Regions from separate parts of the Anser cygnoides genome. Here region 2 is linked to region 1. Evidence: chromatin contacts called from public Hi-C data. All regions are on one chromosome and are shown on one strand. The core of a region is the stretch at or near the end of the contact, and the rest is flanking DNA. Distances in the headings are between cores, read along the strand shown.

The links. A called contact is a pair of places that touch in the nucleus more often than the background predicts.
Region 2: a Hi-C map of liver shows a contact between it and region 1, with 2.5 times the contacts expected there. The contact joins two enhancer-like sites. A contact is called at or near these places in 2 of 7 Hi-C or Micro-C datasets (both in liver).

Annotation. Positions count from the first base shown.
Region 1 is chr7:21,876,605-21,880,728 of Taihu_goose_T2T_genome, reverse strand. The region is part of intron 7 of PTEN (phosphatase and tensin homolog); the gene reads left to right. Among named protein-coding and RNA genes, the nearest start is that of PTEN, 42 kb to the left of the region's middle. Within about 2 kb of position 1,983, at least 1 of the 3 cell types and tissues checked has open chromatin away from gene starts, as enhancers often do. A contact at or near this core is called in liver, where this site is marked.
Region 2 is chr7:22,030,949-22,035,142 of Taihu_goose_T2T_genome, reverse strand. No RefSeq gene overlaps it. Among named protein-coding and RNA genes, the nearest start is that of MINPP1, 11 kb to the right of the region's middle. Within about 2 kb of position 2,637, at least 1 of the 3 cell types and tissues checked has open chromatin away from gene starts, as enhancers often do. A contact at or near this core is called in liver, where this site is marked.

The DNA of each region.
Region 1 (4,124 bases), core at 734-3,233:
CTGCAGAAGGTGGAAGCAAGGACAGATAGCCTGGGAAGGATACAGAGACATTGTATGAGCAGCCAGGGATCAGGTTAGGAAAGCCAAAGCCCTATTAGAATTAAATTCGGCCAGGGACATCAGGCACAACAAGAAAGGCTTCTATAGGTACATCAGTGATAAAAGGAAGGTTGGAAAATTGTGAGCCCTCTCTGGAACAAAACAGGAAATCTAGTTACCTGGGATAGAGAAGGCTGAGGTACTCAGTGACTTTTTTTGCCTCTGTCTTCACCGGCAAGAGCTCCAGCCAGATGGCCCAGGCCCCAGAAGGCAAAGGCAGGCACTGGGAGAATGATGATGAATTGCCTGTTGCAGGAGAAGGTTAGGTTTGAGACCATCTAAGGAACCTGAAGGTGCACAGGTCCATGGGACCTGATGTGATGCATCCATGGTTCCTGAGGGAACTGGTGGATGTAGTTGTTACACCACTGTCCATCATATTTGAGAAGTCATGGTGGTCTGATGAAGTTCTCACTGACTGGAAGAGGGGAAACGCAACCCCCATTTTTAAAAAGGGAACAAAGGAAGACCTGTGGAACTACAGACCAGTCAGTCTCACCTCTGTGCCTGGCAAGATCATGGAGCAGATCCTCCTGGAATCTCTGCTAAGGCACATGGAAAATAAGGAGGTGATTGATGACAGCCAGTATGACTTCACTACAGGCAAATCGTGCCTGGCAAATCCGGTAGCCTTCTACAGTGGGGTTACAGAATTGGTGAATAGGGGAAGAGCAACTGACACCATCTACCTGGATTTGTGCAAAACATTGACACTATCCCAGTGATATCCTTGTCCCTACATTGGAGAGCCATGGATCTGATCGACGGACCACGTGGTGGGTGAGGAATTGGCTGGATGGTCGCACTCAAAGATTTGCAGTTGACAGCTCGATTAGATGGAATTAGATGATCTTTATGGTCCCTTGCAGTGCAAACCGTTCTGTGATTCTGTGGTTAAAAAAAACTTTGGGCAATTGCTCTTAGGAAACATTGAAGAATGAACTCTCTGAAAATGTCGGAAGACAACAGATGGTCTGAAAATGGTACAAGTTTCATCGGTTCCATCATAGTGCTGGCCTGGAACAGCTTGAAACATGTTCTCTATCTTCTGATTGCTGGATAGCATCTCCAAAATCCTTATCTGTTGCTGCGAAGTGATTAAGTGCCTGTTGGTGTCTCTGCAAAATGAAACTCCCATGAGGATATGGGAACCCCTGGATGATGGCTTAAATGATCTGGGGTTTGGATCTCAGTCTGCAGTTACAGGCAAATATTAACTCTAGAGTGAGGCATATTTTTCTTTCAGCCTGAGAACTGAGAAACTACACAAGGAAGTTAGGGGTTATATGTACTACATATCAGAGGATTGTATGTCAGAATATTGTGATTAAATCAGCTTTTGACCCAGGTGTCTGATACTTCATTGTAGATTTTATGATGCATACTTAGTTATGGGAAGAAATATATCTGTGATTTTTAAGGCAAATTCCTGTGATGTAACTAGAAGTGAAGCAAAATACATTAAAAAAAAAAAAAACAAACCACACAACAACACACAAAACAAAAACAACAACAAAACAACTAGCTAATACTCTTTTTCAGAAGCCTCCTTTTTAAATAGTAGTCCTGTGAGCACTTGTTCTAATACTTGTATTTGGTATATAAAGCCCAAATTCTGTTCATGCTTTATTTTTTTAAAATCCCTCTCTTTGGTCCATACTATGTCAATTTTCTTCATGGTCTTGTATGAAATATCTTGGAGCTTGCCACTTTAGCTGAAGCTGACTGAATCCTCACTTTGAGTAATGGGTTTTGCTTTCCAGTGAAACGGTGGCAGTTATCAGCCTTAAGAGCTAATTCCCAAATGCCTGATCAAGTCTTCCCTCAGTTTGAATGGCTATGCAATGTTCTAGTACCCATGAACTTATTTTATTAAGCTAATTTAGTTAGTGTGGCAGGGAAGGAAGGAGAATAACTTGATGGTTTAAAAAGCTGGAGGGAGATACAAAGGTAAATAACCAGCTCAGTGAAGTTATAGTTTCGTTTCTGCCCCTGAAGACCTCTGCAAATTTACCCAAAGGAGACAGAGTAAAAGATACCTGTTGAGAAGTTTGTCTTGTCTTCTCCAGGCTGTATCAGTAGGGCTGAGTCCCTGCAGTTGCTTGTTCAGGTTGGCTTTTATATACCAAATAATTTTTTCTGGTTCTGCTCTACCTGATCAAGCTTAAAATTGAGACATGACAAGACCATGCCTTCTGCCTCTGCCAGCATTTGTTTGCATCCAGTGACCTTGTTTGCTTTGGCACTGTTTTCCTCCAAAGCTGCTTCAGCGCTGTAGGTATAAGCCATTTTCTATTTTTTTCCATTCATCGGCTGCAGTGTCATCAGCTTCATCCTCTCCTCTGCTGACCTCGCTGGAAGGGTGGTGCAGCATTGAGGACCAGCACTGAAGTACATTGCTGCTTTTGCAGTGTGGTTCTGAAGGATGATGCCAGTACTACCATCACCCACCTACAAGAGGTGGGATCTCCTTTAACTCTGGTCAGGGCGTGGAAATGCACTTTCTTTGTATCTTCTCTGGAGTTACAACCTCTTCATCAGAAATGAGGCTGCAGGTGGTATGTCCATTGCTTACAGAGCTGCTGGAAACATCAGCCACAGGCTTGTCTTCTCCTACTTTGTATCACAGAACCTGGACTTCCAGTCCTTCCTGTTTTGCAGCTGGAGGGCTGATGTCCTTGATCTTTCTGTTTTGACCTGAACTGGTCTTTTGGTTTGAGCAGGAGTGGTCATCTCCTTGGATGACTATGTATCTTCTGGGGGATTCATCTTCAGAACCCAGGAGGAATATGGACCAATCCATATCCTGAAGACTTCATGAGGATTTTGCCTACTGCCACTTTCTTCATCAGGCATTGTGAGGAGTACAAACCCTGTTTCCCAGGACATTTGTCTTCTACTTCCAGATCCCAGGGTGGATGTTTTTAAGACTGTATATGAGGTGGCATTAGTGAAGAAGAGGGTGCTAAGTGTCTGAACAGGTTGGGCCTGTCAAGAACCTGCTGATTGCTGTGTCGAATGGATGGGCTCCAACAAGACTTCATAATAGATGATGACATGACTGGAAGGGACTTGGTGTTAGTGGCAAACATCTATCAGCCTCCCAAGACAACTGTAATCATAGCATGTTAGTCTGGTAGGTTAGGTAATGGTGTGTCAAAGTGGATAATTGCTTAACTACAAGTGTTTCTGGCTGACATACTCAACTTTTACCTTTCCCCCTTCACTTCCTTAAAGGTTTGGGGTATCTCATAGGTGCCTTATAGAAGCACTTACTAGCTGGAAACTTTTTTTGTATGTCTTACCCTAAAGTACTGAAAATGGGGCTACTGGACTTCGGTGGGGAAGGCAGATAGTTGTTTCATCAGACACCTTTGAATTCCCAGTGTTTGTGCGCTTACACGTTTTTATTAGTTTGTGAGGAAGAAGAGTATAGGAAAAGCAGCAGCTCTTCCCAGTGCCCCAGGAAGATGTGATGATTTGCTGGTGCCCAGTTGCTTTCATCTGGGAAGCATGCTCATATGATGTGCACTAGAATCCCTTCTGTGTCACCTCTGATGCCCCTCCACTTTCCAGCAAAGGTGTCTAGCAGGGAAGACTGGACAGGACCTCAGTTTTCCTGTAAGAAATCAGAATTAGATCTCTCCAGTAAACTAAACATGTGAAGTAGCTTAGAAAGAATTGCTTCTTGTTCTATTCCTGTATACCATCAAAAATACTTTAGATTCTGGTATGTGCTATCTCTTTTTTTTTTTCCCGTCCCCTACTCATGTCCCACCACCTTTAACAGAAGTGCAGAAATTTTGGCTATTGTGGGAAGGCTGGCTATTTGCATTTTGGATCTTTTGCCTTAAAATTCAAAGCAGAGTAAAATAGAAGGTTCCATTTGTGAAGAGGAACTAAACGTAGCTCAGGGCTTCACATAGAGAAGTGCTTACTGTGCTAGTCAGAACCAGCCTATTAATGGTATCTGATTGTGGAAACATCTACATTTGACTGACAAAAGTAGTACAAGAGCATTCAGA
Region 2 (4,194 bases), core at 1,388-3,887, 150 kb before region 1:
TAAAGGGAAAAACACCATGATACAGATGTTCTGATTATTTAAACTCCTTTTCATTACCTTTGGAGCTAGGAGGACAGAGGCTAAAACTGTGGGTGAAAATGCACATCTCTTCCTGATAATGTGACAAAACCCTAGGTGCAAGAAACAGAAAGGCTCAGCCCTGCTGTTAGAGGGATGCACTGAGTCCCCAGGGCATCTCACGTATTTCTTCCGTACTGAGCTGCAGAAATAGTGACACCTAGCAGGGCAGCAGCCAGCTGCAAGGGCAAGGGATGGAGCAGCCACAGGACTGTAAAACTGAGACCAGTGCTGTCCGTCCAAGCGTCCTCCTTTTCAAATCCACAATGTCACAAAGCTTAAATTTGCAACAAGTTCTGCTTGAGGAGTTACCATGGAGTATTTTTGATAGGTGCATTTGCAAAAAGCATCATTAGAGTTTATCCTTTGTAAAGATACATTGCTACAGGCCATGTGCTGCAGTCAGGACAGTATTGCTTATATCCCTGCAAAATGTCCAGGGATCAAACAGTTCATTCTAGATTATTATTTAAGATTTGGACCAGGATCATGCATGAAACAGTCTCTTTTATACAATCACAGTGTCACCAAAGTGCTGGACCTCATGGGGTCTCTACTCCACGTCCTGCTCACAGGAGTTAGCTCCAGCCCTGACCTGTTTGGCATCAGCAAACAAAGCTGAGGACACATCCATTTCTGTTGGAAAATGTTGCAACTTTCCCCTTATATATGGCGCACTTGTTTTTTCCCTTACAAAGGCACTTATCTGGCTTATTTTAAAACCCACTGATCCTGAGATGTCAACAGCTTTATTATCTCCATGCATGGGGGCCGTTCCTGCAACAAGTGTGACGGAGAACAGCTAAGTGCTGGAATTCAGAGAGCCAAGTTCACAGCTGTAAAAATTTCCTTCCAAACTATGTACCAATAAAAGCACATCTTTTCCTTGCCCTGGATAGGAAGCCTCGGTAGGAGCTCAATGTGTTGTTTTGTTTCTTTTGATGCCTTTTGAAGCCTTTCTTGGATACTGTCTGAGCTGGTCTCTGTGTTTTCCTCTGCCCGGCGCTCAGACCTTAGACCCGGTGCTCATCCACATCTGAGGATGCAGCTCCCACTGCGATGGCGTGCCCCAGCACCACTCCTTACCATTGGGATCAAAGAGGTCTCAAGATAAATCTGTGTATTGAACTGTCATCTGTCCTGAAGTTGTCCTTTGGGAAGTTTGGCGGGTTCTGGCCTGGCACTCCTGCGAGGTCCCCATGCCACAGTGCTCTCTCTCAGCTGACTCACCTGATTCATCTCCTCTGAAAATGTGGCTCAGAATTGTAATACTTCTGGCAATGACAAAGTATTTTTCAGTGTTGGTCTGCTTTGCTGATGCCTTCAGTTCAAGTACAAGGACTTCAGTACCAGCTCTGTCATCAGGGATCTAGCTGCCCTTAGCTATTTCTAGAAAATGGCTTAGAACAGATCCTTTTCTCCTCCCCTTCGAAAACAGAACTGTATATGGGTAAGATAGCCATTTCCACGGAGAACAAAGAACAAACTGAAGCAATTCTGCTGACTCCTAATGTCTCCTTTCTGTCTCCAGAAATAGCTCACATTTTTGTTTCCAAATCAATTGAGAAAGGGTAATTGGAAATTGGAAATGGCAATTTGTCATTCCTGGGTGACACAAGCGTGTCTAGTTTGTGCAGGAATGGCCATACAGCGCCAGACGTGAAGTCTCATACGTCTACACCAGTGTAAAACTGCTGCAGTGAGACTTTCCCAGCACCATGCACGGTGCCGCAGGGCTTCTCTGTGTCTCAGGTTCTCTTTGTGCTTAACAGCCCATGATTATTTTCATCTAAAAATAACACGCTCTAAGGTCCTGGAAGAATTAAGCAGCTTTCCCATGCCAAGAAGAAGCGCTGACTTTCTGTGTCAGTTCAAAGTTATTCTTGGTAGTGAATTAGCCCTTGTTCAGACCACACGTACTTTAATGGGCTCCTTGACTCTACCTGCCTTGCTCACAGCAGCTTCAGGAGCCAAGTGCCAATATCCACACAGGAGTCAAATGCTGCAGGGCAGACTGCTTTCATTTGGGAAATAAAGCCTGTCAGCGCTGCAAAGTTATCCAAGAGGAGGTCTGTAACACTAGCTGACATCATCAAAGCTTTTGCAAAGTGTGTTTTCCTTACACAGAATACGTGGGGGCTTAAAATCACTCTTATAGTAATGTGATAGTTTCAAATTCAAAAATCATTCCTCCACATTAAATAAACTAGTAAGAAAATACTTGTGCATTAGCGGGAAGACTTATGATGGCTACGGAAGCTACAAAAGCATACTGAGGCTGCCAGCTTTGGTGTGACCAGAAGAGCCCTGGCAGGATCTTTACTCATGCAGTACGCAAGTGTTTTCTTCTGTGTTTACTAATCAGAGTGAAAGCACAATGACAACAGAGGGAGCAGCCTGACTTTAAATTGCCCACGAGACAACCAAATGGTTTGCCTGCATACAGCTGACTTATTTTTCAAATATAACCTGAGCACAATGTTGCAATGGAATTTTACATTAGGAAAAGTTTAAAGGTAATTTGGGAGTTCAGGGGTGAGGTAAGGAAGGCAGAAGTCACCATTTCCAACGAGACTGTTTTGTAAATTTGTTCTGCATAAACAGACAGAACTCTGTTTGTAGTAAGACATTCTCCTTTGACCTCAAAGTTGAGCTGGAATTTCTCAGTCCAAAATTATAGGGGAGCTAAAACAGAGTTGTTATAAAAGGAACAAGTTGCAACCTTTTCAGAGGGAATATTTTACAGTTAGCAACACGATCCAACTGTCACATTTGTTATTTTAATCTTATTCCAGCCTCATGATTTCCCCAAAATAGAGTCACCCACCGGGAATGTCACGTTCATCTTGATTCAGCTAATGATACTCATACTTTTACATTGGACGGGATTAATTTTCCTATCCAGTTAATGCAACATGTGATCATTAAATATCTTCACTGCGCACATAGACATATATTTTCTGTGTCAAAAAGGGACTCAACTGGCATTTTAAATTACTGAAGGATAATTGTAGGTGGCTGTTTTTCATGTGGATTAAGGAATTCCTTTTACTATGATAAATGGTTATCAGACTCCCTTTTATACTAAATCAGTTTGCAAGTGAATTTATTCTATAGCCACAGGTCGTGGATCTATTGAAGAACAATCTCAAGGTGTACATGTTAATGGAGTGAAACTGTGTGACATCATATCATATAGTAAAAGTGTTGAAACTTGCCAAATTATGGTTTTCAGTACTAATATTTTGTAGTACTAATGCCAAGGATCAGATCTAGCTGCATTTCAATAGCCTTATTTCATGTCTGTGTATGAAAATGTGCAGTCAGTGTCTTAGTAAAAGGGGATCCAATGACAAATATTTAAGCAAAGTAAATCATTATCCTGGCATTTTAAATAAAAGTTTTTACAAAATCAATATGCAGCCATGAGCTGTTGACATATCAAATGTGAAAGTGAATTCCAATGAGGGAAATCTGCCATAAAGAATAGATTTTACTCTGACATGCGTGAAGGAAACACAGATGTTCAATCAGGATAAATGTGAAGAAAGGCAAAAGAAATAGGAACTGCTGTTCTGCCCAGTATCATTTCCTCAGTCATAAAAGCAATGACTTAAAGCAACACCTTACTGTTTGTGACACTCTGTAGCCTACTGAACTGACCAGCCAAAGCTCATGGCCTTCAACTAAAACACAGTCATGTTCATAATCCCTGAAAGAAACCAAGAATAAAAATGATTTTGACTATGTTATCAAGCATCTCTTCACCACGTACAGATTGTATATGTACAGAAGCATCCACAAAGATTTCTTTCTTGACCATATCAGTATCAAAAAAGGAAAACTTTCCCAGAACATTATTTTTGCCTTGTATGCAATCTGAGTAATTACCAAAGGAAATACCTTCTCATTTTTTTTTATTTTACATTTATCTTGAAAAAGCAGAAATTGTTAAGGCCACCGGTGTTTCACTAGCCTCTAGGGTATTGCCCAACAGCACTGTTTGTCCCAGGAGCATGCAGGCAGTGATGAAGCTCCCCCACCTCGCCCCACCACTCCAGGGGACAAGATTTCCCCAAATCCAGCCTGAGCCCCCTGGAGCTGCGATCACTTGTC